Linked DNA regions of Arachis hypogaea: region 1 is linked to region 2. Evidence: chromatin contacts called from public Hi-C data. All regions are on one chromosome and are shown on one strand. Each heading gives the region's core, a stretch centred on a gene start, on an enhancer-like site or on the middle of the called end of the contact. The rest is flanking DNA. Distances are from core to core; before and after follow the strand shown.

Region 1 (7,109 bases), core at 1,494-3,993, 200 kb after region 2:
TAATTAAGTTTAATTAAATTGGTTTAATAGGTTAGCTACGTTTAATTTTAAAAATAGGAAAAGATAAGATATTGAGAAGAAGACACAAAAGATAGAGACAAAAAAATTAATATTATTATATTTTATTTAGTGATAAACTAGGACAATTTATAAAAGTCTAAATTATTCTCATTTTTTTATGTAAAAAATTTGGGAAGAAAAATATAATAAAAAATATAATTATAAAAAATTAACAAAAATAATAAAAAAATAAAAAATAAGTTGTTTCTCTTGTTAGTGTCTTTGTGTCTTCCTGTTAGAATAGACACAAAATATACTAATTTAGTATCTCTAGACACAATGTTTCTATCCATATCTTATCTGCCAAATACAATTTTGTGTCTTTGTGTCCCTGTCTCAGTGTGATGTGCCTGTAGAAAAACGCAATCTTAAAAATTGATAAAAAAAATTAGTTGAAGAAGAAAAAAGTGAAAAACAAAAAGCATAAGAAGAAAAAGAAACTTAATTAAACTTTATTACAAAAATAATTTATTCACGTGATATTTTTTATAAAATAAAAAAAGGTTTAATTTTTTATTTTTGAATATATTAAACATTTAAATGCTAGACTATATTTACTTAATTATTAGAATTGTATGAACTATATTTTTATTGTTTGTATTACTCATGACATATGTAGTTACTAAAATTTATGTGTTCATCTACTTGTGACTTATCAATATATATAAACTACACTGTTTATAAATAAAGATTTTAAATTTGATATTTACTTTTGTTAATAATTTTGTCAAAAGATTTAAATTAATTATATATTTTTTTCCTAATAAAATAAAGCAAAGTAAATAATTACTAATTTACTTTATTTTGTCAACATAAAAATAATTTAATTTTTATTTACTGTCAGTACAAAAGCGGTTTTATACATACATTTAGATATATAACGTCATATCAACAAAAATAACTTAATTTTACTTTGACTACGTGAATGATCTTTTGAAACAAACAACGAATATAATTAGACTAATGTATAAAATATTTTATACTATTAATACATCAAAAATAAAATCTATAAAAAGATAAAGGCATAAAAAATTATTGTTTACTTAAATTTGATATGTATAATATTTTTTATAAATTGATTTTACTAAATTCATGTTTATCACAAACAATTCCATATTTTATTTTATTTATTAAATTCAAGATTTTAAAATTTAAATCCATCTACTCTATTACCATGTTAAAAATAGATCCCACATTTTTGTACACCTTAAAATTATTTGTTGTAATTTATTTTTACCTCCTATTATATTATATTACTTTTTTTGACATAGACAAATCCATGATTTAATATGTATCTATCATTTTAAAAGATTTAGAGGTAAGGGATTAGAGATTATGGTTGAGGAGTTATAATTTAGGATTAAGAATATAAAATTTATGGTGTAGAATTTTGAATTCATGATTTAAAATTTAGAGTCTAGGATTTAGAGTATTAGAAATTATAGTTTAAGATTTTAGGATTTATAATTCAAAATTTAAACGTTTATGATTTATGTATTTAAAAAAGATTTATACAAATATACATTTTATGTTGATCAATTCGAACAAATTTTTTCTTTTATATTTTTGTAACATAGAGTAAATGCAAGGATAATATATATATATATATATATATATATATATATATATATATATATATATATATGCATTTAAAATATATTAGTGAATAAAATATATAAAATATAATCGTTTTAGAGAATTTACTTAATATGTTATAATTTTATTGTTATGAGAAAAATAAATAAATTTTAAATAATTTACTTTCATATATGTATTATAATATATAAAGATTTTTTTAACATCTAATTAGATGTTAATGTTATTGTAAATATTAAAATATTTTTATATTATAATTAATATTTAAGATTTAAGGTTTATAGCTAATAGTTTAGGATTTATGGTTAAGTATCACGTTTAGGGATTAGAGTTTGAGATTTTATGTCTTATAGTTTTAGAGTTTGGGATTTAGAGTTTAGGATTTATGGTACAAGAGTTAAAAAATTAGAAATGATTGTTTAGGGTTTAGAGTTTGGAGTTTAGGATTTAAGATTTAGAATTTAGAGTATTAAAAATAATAGTTTATGTTTATAATTTAAAGTTTAGGGGTCTAGATTTTAGATTCTAGGATTTAGCGTTTAAGTTTTAGAATTTAGAATTTAGGATTTAAAGTTTAAAAAAATTCCTTTTTATATTTTTGTAAGATTGAGTTAATGCAAGAATAATAAATAATCAATATATATGTTTTTATCCAAGATGCTGAAATATATTATTTAAAAATAACTATGCTACTAAAAAATTTTGTACGAGAACATTTTTTATTATATTTTTCATAAGCTATGTTTTATAACTTTTAAGAAAATTAATAATTTATATACTTGTTATGTAGCAAAAAAATATTAAAATCTTTTTTATTTGATAAACCAAATTTTTTGTTGCAAAAATAAATGAATGTAATCCATTTAAATTAAATTATTTTTTGAAATAGTTAAAAACGTATAATAATAATAATAATAATAATAATAATAATAATAATAATAATAATAATAATTAGTTATTGTAAATGTAGAATTTTATTTTTAGTGAAATTTTTGTAGTTAAATAATTTTATTTTATGAAAGTATTATTCATGGTCAGTTTGTTTTTAAAAATATTTGGTTAAAAAGACCACGTTACGCTTTTCCCATGGTAGAACCAACATAACAACTTTAACCAAAACGATTCTAGAAAGATTAAAGAAAAACCATAACAACAAATTTTAAGCAAGAATATCCTGTATCTCCTCTCCTATATCAAATTTCAAAAAACTGTTGTCTGTTTAGTCCAACTAGTCTTATTAACAGTCTCACTGAGTCACTGTTGACTGTTGAGCCAGTGCCTTCTCTAATCTCTATATTCCCAAAAGAAATGAATTTTCATACTCTCTCGGTTTCTTCTTCTTTGGTACCCTGCACTCCAAAAACTTATCTCTGCTCCAACATCAATAATGAGTCCAGCCGGGTCAACTCGCCCGCGCCATCCCAACTCACCACAAAAAGGCGGTGCCTCTTCTGTGGAAGAAGGCACTTCGTTGAAGCTGCAACATTGGCAACTACACTCTTCCCTATTAAACCCTCCAGAGCCACCAATAATTCAGATTCTGATTACGATTACGCGGTAACCATTAACAATTTAACTTGTGCAGTTGACCCAACAATTAACAGAGAAGTCAAAAGATGAGGTTTTTGTTTTGATTGCCAAAAAAACTTACTTTTTTGTAGGATGTGCTTAACCAGTTTCATCCACCAAAGCCAGATTGGTATGAAGAGTTCTATGCTTGGGTTATGAATTCAGCTACTAAGTCTTATGAAGCTGAGGTTTATATTTCTTCATGTTGCATTTAATAATTACTATTGAATTGAATTATGAAGCTGTTGTTGTTGAATTGGATTGAAGTTTTGGGAATTTCTCTCTTTTTTTTTTTGTGTGGTAAGGTTGCAAAGTACAAGTCACAAGTCTTAAGTAACTTGAAGGGGAAGAAGGCTCTTAAAATCTTGGAGGTTGGGATTGGAACAGGTCCTAACCTCAGTTATTATGCTAACGATTCCGATGTTCATGTTGTTGGCATTGATCCTAACCCGAAGATGGAGAAATATGCTCGGTCTGCAGCTAGATTGGCTGGCTTACTGCTCTCAAACTTCGAGTTTTTTCAAGCTGTATGTACCATTCTCTCATCGGCTTATAGGCACTGCTTTAAGAGGAATGTTCTCATAACAGTGAATATTAAATGTGGAATACACTAAAAGATAACGGCACTGGTTTGTGGTAAAGTAGCACAAAACAGTATATTTATGGAAATGCTTTCTAGGTTTGTGTCAATTATGGCCTATATAGTTACAAAGCTGAATGTTAATGCTATATGCTCATCATTTGATCAAAGGTGTAAATTTACTTCATCCATTCATTTAGAAAATTTTCCACATTTTTCTACAAGAATCAACTAATCATCACCCTTAATGTTGATGCTTTGTTCTGTTTAGTTATGTTAGTTTATGTTCTGCTTTTGTTAATTGAACTTTATCTTTAATGTTGAGTCTACTTAGGTTGGGGAGGCTATACCACTAAGTGATGCTTCAGTGGATGCAGTCGTTGGAACGCTTGTATTGTGTTCTGTTAAAGATGTTGATTTGGCATTAAAAGGTAATGGAACTTGTAGAGCTTTCTGTGTTTTTCTCAAATAAATATATTGATTTTATTGTTTGGAGTATTTACTCAATCATCACTGTACTTATTAGTTTACCTGTGTGATTATTATACTTCGTTAGCTGCATTTTGGATTTTCTCATTAAAACAATTGATTGTTTGAACTTTGAATGTTTGACCTAAAATTTGGAAAGTATTTATTATCTGCTTTGCATGATATTTTTTTTTTTTTTGTGTTAAGAAAAGAAAAAGAAACAAGAAAGGTAGAGGAAACTCTTAGAAGGTTTTGAATATGAAAAGTGATTGAGATGTTAGTGTTTGCATTCCCTTGCATTTGAAGACACAAATTTTGAATGTAAAAAGTGATTGAGATGTTAGTGTTTGCATTCCCTTGTATTTGAAGACACAAATTCATCATCCTTTAGACCATAATAGAAAGAAAAAGGTCAATTCTGCTGACTGATATTGTGTACTAATTGAAATTGGTCACTGATTCAATTGAACTTGTCCCAAGTTGTATGCTTGAGGGAACTTTAGCGCAAAAACTGGATTATTAGATATAAAGATCATTGAGGGTCCTTCACTCAACTAGTTGAGCTTTTGTATAATTTTTGGTTCTTGATTCTTGACACACTTGTTACTTAAGGGTTATCCCCCAACGCCATTTCGCTTTCTGTGCAGAAGTTAAGAGGGTGTTGCGACCCGGTGGAAAGTATGTGTTTGTCGAACATGTGGCTGCAAAAGGTGTGTACACAACTTCCAAATTCAATTTGGAAACCGAAATAGCTTAGTAACAACTTTAGTTAACTTTGATTTACAGATGGCACAACTCTCAAATTTTTCCAACGACTTACTGATCCTCTGCAGCAGATACTTGCAGATGGGTGCCACCTTTCAAGAGATACAGGAAACAGCATATCCAAAGCTGGATTTTCAAGTGTTGAGTTCAAGACAGCATTTGTGTCTAACGCTTCATTTATAAACCCCCATATATATGGAATAGCATACAAGTAGCACCGAAAGGCACGAGCTGCCCCGGCTACATTGCTTCGATCAAGGACTAAATCTTCCTCTTCCTCAACATCTATACCAAGCACAAATTTCTGAAGTTATACCGTAAAGTATGTTTCGTATCATGTTCTTTTGGTTTCAAAATAGTGCGGTGGAGGAGACACTGCTATTTTGCATCATTTACAGCATAATATAGGTTTCAACACTTATTGTTTTCATTTCATTCCAAGACTTGGAAGTTTGAGGCGACATCCATGGCACTAACAACGGGCTCCGATACCGTTGTTAAGTATCTAAGAAAGTAGGAAACCACACCTTAAAAGCTAGCTGATGAGTGGTTCTATATCAAGCATCCTATATTACCCCATGTGAGACTTTGAGCATCCCATAATATACCCAAGTCCCTAACAGACACCTTTTGTTCCCCAACAAAGTCTTGCGTGCTTGGTTAATATGTTGTGTTGTCCACCTATCTTCTTCTTCTTGCTATAAAGCATCTTTAATGGCATCATTGTCAAACACAAATTTAGCTAGTGTTGTTTTGCCCGTATCTCGAATTCCACTATCGAAATGATGCAACAATTTGTTTCTCTGAATGTAAATGAACCATCTGAACTTCTACATCCTCATCAAATCCAATGATCTTTCGGTCTTTAACGTTAAGAGATAGTTGTTTCATTTGCTGCAACTTTGAACAGCGGAGAACGAGTCAGCTCCGGTCTGAAACTTCACTAAACCATGTCTTTATCCTTCTTGAGGAATCTTGAATCTTTCTCCCAATGCTATCCAACTTCCATTCAATAACAAAGCGACTCTGGCACATGAAAACATGGGTTTCCACGGTTTGTGCAGTTCTCTTGTATATTCATCAATAACAAACTGAATTTTTCAAGCAATGGCTCTCAGTTCACTACCCAAACCTTCGATCTTTTATCGAGTTCTCCCATCTCTTGTACTTGTAGTCCATCCATCAGTTGCTATTCGATTTGCTGTTTGAGACTCGTGATATGCTGATACGAGGATGGCGCCTTTGTTACCTCTGTCTCTTTACTTGAGCTTGTTGCTCAATGTCAGAGTTGGTTTCACCCTCAGTAACACTGGTTGAGACCATAGGCATTCCCTTCTCACGTCCTTCCAAATTTGCAATCACATCTTTTCTTCCTATCTGAGATAGCGTCAGTTCTGTACACTAAGGAACTCAGAATCTTAAACTGTAAATTTCAATTTCTCCACCCACACCTTTTGCTTCTATTCATGGCTTGTGCACTCACTAAACAAGGTACGCATTAGTCCACGTTCATTTCTAACAACTCCAAGTTCCTATCTATAGACCTATGCAAAAAGTCAATCAAGAAGCCCCTGAGCATTGTTTAATGCTTTTCTTTCGTTTTCTTTGCGCTTGAATTTTCTAGTTGGAAACTAAATATGAAAAAATAAGTCGTGTCTCTTATTAGTGTTTCTGTGTCTTTCCTATCAAGGTCAAAGAATATACTAATTTAGCGTCTCACGACACGATGTCGATATTCATGTCTCGTCCGCTAAACATAATTTTGTGTCTCAATGTCCCGTGCTTTTAAGCAAATGCATTCCAAATCCATGTCACACAGTCTATGTAGGTTGATCTTATGTGAAGAGCATGTCCAATTTGAGTAGAGAGACATGCTTCTTGAGTTTCCTTTCTGTGGGATGAAAAAGGATAAGCTCGACCCTTCCAACTCTTTTATCATAAAAGTGTCTAACAATGCATTCTATGGCATTACACACACTCTTCACCTCCTCCAACCACAAATTTTCTCTCCTACCAATCAACTTCAAACTTGATACAATGTTTTATGTGAAATCCCATCTTTTACCTCTTT
Region 2 (6,549 bases), core at 3,495-5,994:
GTCAAGATTTTTCATCGACTCTCTAGGGAGACTCAAAAAATTAATTAGGTAATAATATACGCTTGTCAAAAAAAAAAAAATAACAGATAAAGATGCGTATAACATATGTTGTACGAATGTTCAATATTGTAACACATTGGCACCTGTTAGAATAGGGACACATTGATTGATTTAGTGTATTCGTGCTTCATAATAGTTTAGAGAAAAGAAAAGTACAGGATATCAATATATTATCTGTTAATTTATTGTTAATAATAATTAATTATTATATTTTAAACACATGTATAGAGATATATATAAAAAATATATCTATAAAGATATTTTTATTAGACACAGCTATAAAAAAGATATTTTTATTAGACACATTTACAAAAATACTTTTATTAAACACAATCATAAATAAGAGTTAGCAGAAGTTGGCAGATATTTTATTGGTAACGTAGTAAGATTGTTAGAGAAAATTTCACTCCTTTTTTAAAATTGTATTTAAAGAAAAAGTTATAATTAAAAGACAGAAATTAAAAAATAAAAATTTGAAAAATAGAAATTTAATTAAATTTTTATATTATATTTAATATAAAATATTAATGTATAAAATTAAATTATATTTCAGTATTCTACTCGATTTAAGATAAATATAGAGACTAAAACAAATAAAATTATTTAAATAACCTTTTTCATCCTCATTTTGGCACTACTGTTCGCTCTCATCCACACTCAGACATACGAAACATCAATCGGTCACTCTTTTGTAACATCGAAGACTACTCACCAAAAGATTGCCTGCTTTTTCTTGTGTTCATCCTTCTTTGTCGCAATCTTTCTCTTACCGTTCTTTCTTGCGTTTGCGTTCATCTATCTCTTTTCGTCACGTTCTTCCTCTCACCGTTAATCGTTCTCGTCACCTCGCCGACAATCGTTCTCGTTGCCTCGTCGGGTTATCAATGTCAATCGTTTTTGTTGTTTTGTATTCATTGTCTGCTCCTTGTTCTGCAACAGCAAGTTTTTCTTCCCGCGACTGGAGTCGTTCATCAGCGTGTTCCCTCCATTTCTTGTTCAGCAGCGACAATGGCTTCTTTGTAAAAAAAATAGTTTATTTTCAAAAGGATATTTTTGTAAAAAAATAGTTTATTTTTTTAAAAAAAATCATTAATTATTTTATTAAAAAATAATGTTAGTTAACACAAATTTTAAATTAGGTTAAAGAGGAGGATTTTAAAAAATTATAAAAGAAGAGGAAAATATATATTTTACAAAAAATATTATTTTAGTATTTCTTAAAGAAAAGGAATAGAATTTTTTCAATAATTTATTATTATTTTTATTTAGTGCTTGTATTTCATTATCAAAAGTATTGGTCAATAAATTTGAATTTTGTAATAGTTCAAATCATCCGCTAGCATGATATTGTCTGTTTTGTAATAACCTAGACTACCTGTTAGCACGACATTGTCCGCTTTGGCACACAAGACCTCACGGTTTTCTCTTTGACGATAAGGATGTTAGCCGAAGTACCCTACACTCACTCGTCAAAACGCATCATGATAAAGAGAGGTATCCACACCCTTATAAAACTTGTTTCGTTCTCCTCCCCAATCGATGTGAGACCTTACAAATTTGATCTGTAGTATTTATGATAATTACCTATATTTGATTTGTATTTTGTACATATAATTCGATCACATCGAATCCATAGATAAATAAGATCAAATATCAGATTTTAAATTTGTATCCGCCTATTTAATCTTAAGTTCTGATTAATAAAAAATATTATAAATAAATAAAAATATAATATTTAAAAATTCTTTTTCTTAGTCTAATTTTTAATTTGTAGTGCAGTCTTAAAATATTAGTATATTAAAATTCGTAATATTACATGTTTTCTGTTAAAATTTTAAATAATTAAATTTGATTATTTTATTTTTATTATTATTCATATATGTTTGGTTATTTTTTTATTAATTAATAATATTTCAAAAATAAAGAGTAAAAATAAAAAGACAATTTTTAACTTTTTAATTTCTATTATAAAAAAAGATATATTTTTTTCAATCATATATAATATCTGATCTTATCGATTCTTAAGATCGGACTGCAGCCCAAAAATTGCAGATATTAATTTGATACTTTGAGTAGGGATTGAATTGAAATTTTGTCTATATATATTTTACTCAACTTCTAGATTTAATCTCCGTACACTTCTAATCAAAATATGGCCTTATAACTCGTTTTCTTTCTAATTGAAAAAAAAAAAAACGAAAACCAATACTAATCAGGAGCCAAATAAAACGGGTAGTGACCTTTTTTTTTTTTGCAGTTTTGATTATTTTGTAGAGATTAGTAAAGATATTTTTAAGTTGGTTTATTTTCATTAAATATAAATTGATTTTTGTTAAGTGAATTATATCGAATTATCCTTAGTTATAATTGATGATATATATATATATATATATATCTACGGTACATTTTAGTCTGATAGATTAAAGACTAATTCGTTACAAATTTAAATTTTATTTAAAAATTTATCGTTGATCAATGAGTTACTGCATATATAAAACATGATTTGAATCTCACATACTTATTTAAACAGACGAATGAGCTGACTATTTGACAAACTCAAGTTAGTTAGATGTATATCTTTTGTTTGTGAAAAAAAAGAGAAAAGAATCCTTTAGATATTTAGACCGTTTCTTACGTTAATAACGAGTGTATTTTAACAGAAAAAATATAATTTTGTCCTTTAAAACAGTTAGCATAAAATTTTACAAAAATAAAATTATACAAAAAAATTTACCGTGTCAAGCACAACGAGGAGCAATCTACTTTTCACCGCGCTACTCTTAACTATGTGGAGTAACGATAGGATAAGAGAAAGAACTAGATATCCACATATTAGAGAGTTGGCCACCACAAAAAATCTGCACAGTCATAAACAAAGAGATACATAACAATTAAGTAGATATAGGAAGAAATGAACACAATTTCCATATTTTGGAATGAAAAATTTTAAGATAAAATTTATTTTTTGTCTATGAAATTTATTAAAATTTTTAAATATATTCTTAAATTTTATTTTATTTTAATTTTTTAAAAAATTTTTAGTCGCATCAAATGTACTCCTCTCAATTGAGGTGGCAGTAGAGTGGGTTTGAACGAGTTTATGTTCTATTAAGTTCCGTTTCATCCTTTCTCACTTTTGATATTCCACTCACTTCACCTATATTTGTAAACGTTAAGTTACAGTACCCTAATCCATTTTTATGGGTACCCGACCTATCTCTACCCGTTTTTATAACAATTATATAATACTTTAAAATTTACATATTTATACATAAATTAAAATAAAAACATAAGATTCATTTTATATATTTTTAAATTTATTAATTTTATATATTTATATTAATATTATTATTATTATTATTATTATATAATATATACTCCGGAACAAGTTCATTCTAAACTTGACTCCGCCCCGTTCAAACAATTTTTCCACTTCCGGGGTCGGGTTATCACCCGTCCCGACCAGATAGAGATGGGGCGGATGCTACGGCTAAACCTACCTATTAGGCTATTAGCTACAAATTTTCAAGAAACTTAAAACAATTTAGCAATAATTTTATGAGGATAACCCTTTAACACAAGTCATACCGACTCTTAGTTGTTAAGTATTATAGTTGAATTAATTCTAAGTTTTTTGAAAATTTAACTGCTAAGGATACCATTGATGTAATAAAAAAATATTAGAACAAAATTGAAATAAAGTAAAACTTAAAAATATTTTTGAAATTTTTAACAAACTTTAGAGATAAAAAATATATTTTAATATAATATTTTTAATATCTATTTCATTATTTAGTAAATAAATTTAAGGCAAAGTATATTTTTTGTTTCTAAAATTTTGTAAAAGTTTTAAAAATATCTCTAAATTTTATTTTGTCTCATAAATTTTCGATTTGTATCAAATATACTCCTGGTGACTAATTTTTCAAAAAAAATTAAGACTAATTCAACAACAATTTTATAAGAATAACCTTTAATATACAAACAAATCAAGTATAATTTTTATGTATTTTTGTTAGATTGGTCTTAATTTTTTAAAATTTAGCTATCGAAAGTATATTTGATGCGAATCCAAAACTTTTAAGACAAAATTAAAACAAAATAAAATTTAAAGATATTTTTAAATTTTTATTAAATTTTAAGAATAAAAAATATTCTTTACCCATAAATTTATGTATATAGTCCCTATATTGTCTAAGTACTATAAATAGCTTCTAAAAACTAAAGAAGTTTTTAGGTATTCATAAAACAATACTATTTTTATAGATATAGCCATAATTAATTAAAAGAATATTTTTATAAAGTATGATCTATCATTAAATTAGGCTGTTTATATTATCTATATTTTCTTATTAATTATAGAGAGTATATATACTTACACAAAGGAGGGGAGGTCATCAAATTCAGCCCTGAATCTTATAAACTGAGTTGCAAATGGCAGCGTCTCATCGGTAGTTCCCATGGCAATTGCAGCAGCTAATGTTCCAACCGCCGCAACAATTCTCAATATAAAGTCCATTATAGACAACCCTCTTGCCAACCCTTTTCTACGAGATATTACACCACCACCTTCAATTGTTGAACCCTTCATCATTTTCTACCAACTTGCAACCTTTGATTCTCTTTCAATCCTCTCCCTCAAATGTATGTATATATAATACTATGTTAGTTGGTGCTTCTTAATTATTTAGTCAGTGGTTTGTGATCATAACTAACCGTAAAATGCATTTGATATATATAGTTGATGAAGAATGATAAGCAGCGACATTTGAATTTGTTTTGGTTAATCTAAAGCTTGCTACGTGGATGCTTGTGATTGGTGTTGCTAACATACATGATCGTGAATGATGCTTATTAATATAAAAATTAAAAGCTAAGAAAAGTGCCTATGTTCCTGCTCCAATAATAGAAGCATTATGTTAACTTTCAACCATTGAGATTTGGTTGTGGTAGTTTGCACATGATCACAATATGCAACATTGTAAGTGAATTATGGATAAAAAAAAAACCGTCCTCTAGAAATAATTGTCTTTGAAGGTTTATTTTATAGGAAAGTATAGAGAGTTAATAGTCTAAGCGCACAATGTGTACAATGAAGGTTTAGGGAGTATTAGAGATATGATCATTAGTGTTACATTGTCCTATCAAGTTACGGTTTTGGGATGAGCGGGTTCATGACATGTATTAGAATTCTAGATCCGAAAGGTTAAGGTTCGATCCTTGGTGAACTCCAAAATCAACTTAAGTTTTTGGAATGAGTGATTTTATGACATGAGATGTTTATTATCTCTGGTATCCGGATGGTTATTCTGGATAGTATGGGTGATGTTCATTTTATTTATGGACCAAAGATTTAGCCCATTGTACACATTGTACGCTTAGACCATTGGCTCCTTAGCACTACCCTTTCCAAAAATATCATTAAAAATTTATTACTATATATAACTTACAAGAAATAATAACAATGAAAAGTGTACTCATAAAAAATCTCACCTAATTAGTTAGGCTTATATTAAATATTTATATGGAGCATGTATGGATCTGCCACAACTGAATCGCACCTACACAACCTAAAACCAAGTCCATTTCTATGCTTTGAAAAGTTAAAAAACTGATTATTTCTTTTTGGATGTGAATGATACACTCACATTCTCCATTTTCGTTTCTTCAATTCCTTCCTTGCCAATCCTCTCTTATTTCTTCTTCTTATTTGTTTATTAATTAATTTATTTTTCTTATAGTAGTAATCAGTGTTGTATGTATTGTGAACTTGCTAATTGAAATTTTGGAGCCTTTGAGTACTATATTGTATGTTATACACAATTGTATATATATTTTCTAGCAATATTATATAGCGTGAAAAAATAAAAAAGAATGTAAAAATAAAAAACACATTTAGTGAGCATCCAAAATGAACAGTATCTCCATTTAGAGCATATATTTTCATCTATGAAGTAAGTTGTGACCAAATTTATTTGTGCATGCATGGCATGGAAGCATAAAAATGGAAATTTAAAATAATCTAATGGCAACCATGTGGAATGTTTAAAATATACATGAATAGGTAGTTTCATTCAATTCACTTAACTAAACATGATATGCACTTCTTAAATTACACTAATCAAATGACCAAATTTAAAATTTTAAACCAATTTGGTGTTTAAACAAAACTAATAATCAAGTGCCTTGTCAAAATTCAATCTAAACATCATTAAAAATAGCATAACATTACACAATTCTAAATTATAATGCCTAAAGATAACCACATTTAAGACAAATGCTGGCCAAACATAAAAATTAAACAAAAAATTTCACTCAGACATTTCATCGAGCATATGGTGTGCACAATATGTAAACAGGGATTTTAAACTCAATTTAAGCAGCAATCAATCCAAAAAAATCAGCCATCAAACATTTTAGAATCCAAAAAATATCAATCTATTAATCTAAGTCTAATTTAAACACTAAAAGTAAAATTAAAAATTAGTT

What was found. A called contact is a pair of places that touch in the nucleus more often than the background predicts.
Region 1: a contact with region 2 is called in a Hi-C map of leaf, with 2.6 times the contacts expected there. The contact joins the promoter of LOC112801573 here to the promoter of LOC112801572 in region 2. A contact is called at or near these places in 2 of 8 Hi-C or Micro-C datasets (leaf and an unstated tissue).

What each region holds. Positions count from the first base shown.
Region 1 is chr5:48,999,501-49,006,609 of arahy.Tifrunner.gnm2.J5K5, forward strand. It overlaps LOC112801573, which reads left to right and starts at 2,744. Exons shown (of 6, transcript XM_025844391.3): 1 at 2,744-3,213; 2 at 3,318-3,413; 3 at 3,531-3,752; 4 at 4,140-4,236; 5 at 4,924-4,983; 6 at 5,110-5,473. The coding sequence starts at 2,965. The coding sequence ends at 5,183.
Region 2 is chr5:48,801,131-48,807,679 of arahy.Tifrunner.gnm2.J5K5, forward strand. It overlaps LOC112801572 (casparian strip membrane protein 1-like), which reads right to left and starts at 4,745. Exons shown (of 3, transcript XM_025844386.3): 1 at 4,440-4,745; 2 at 2,795-2,918. The coding sequence starts at 4,654.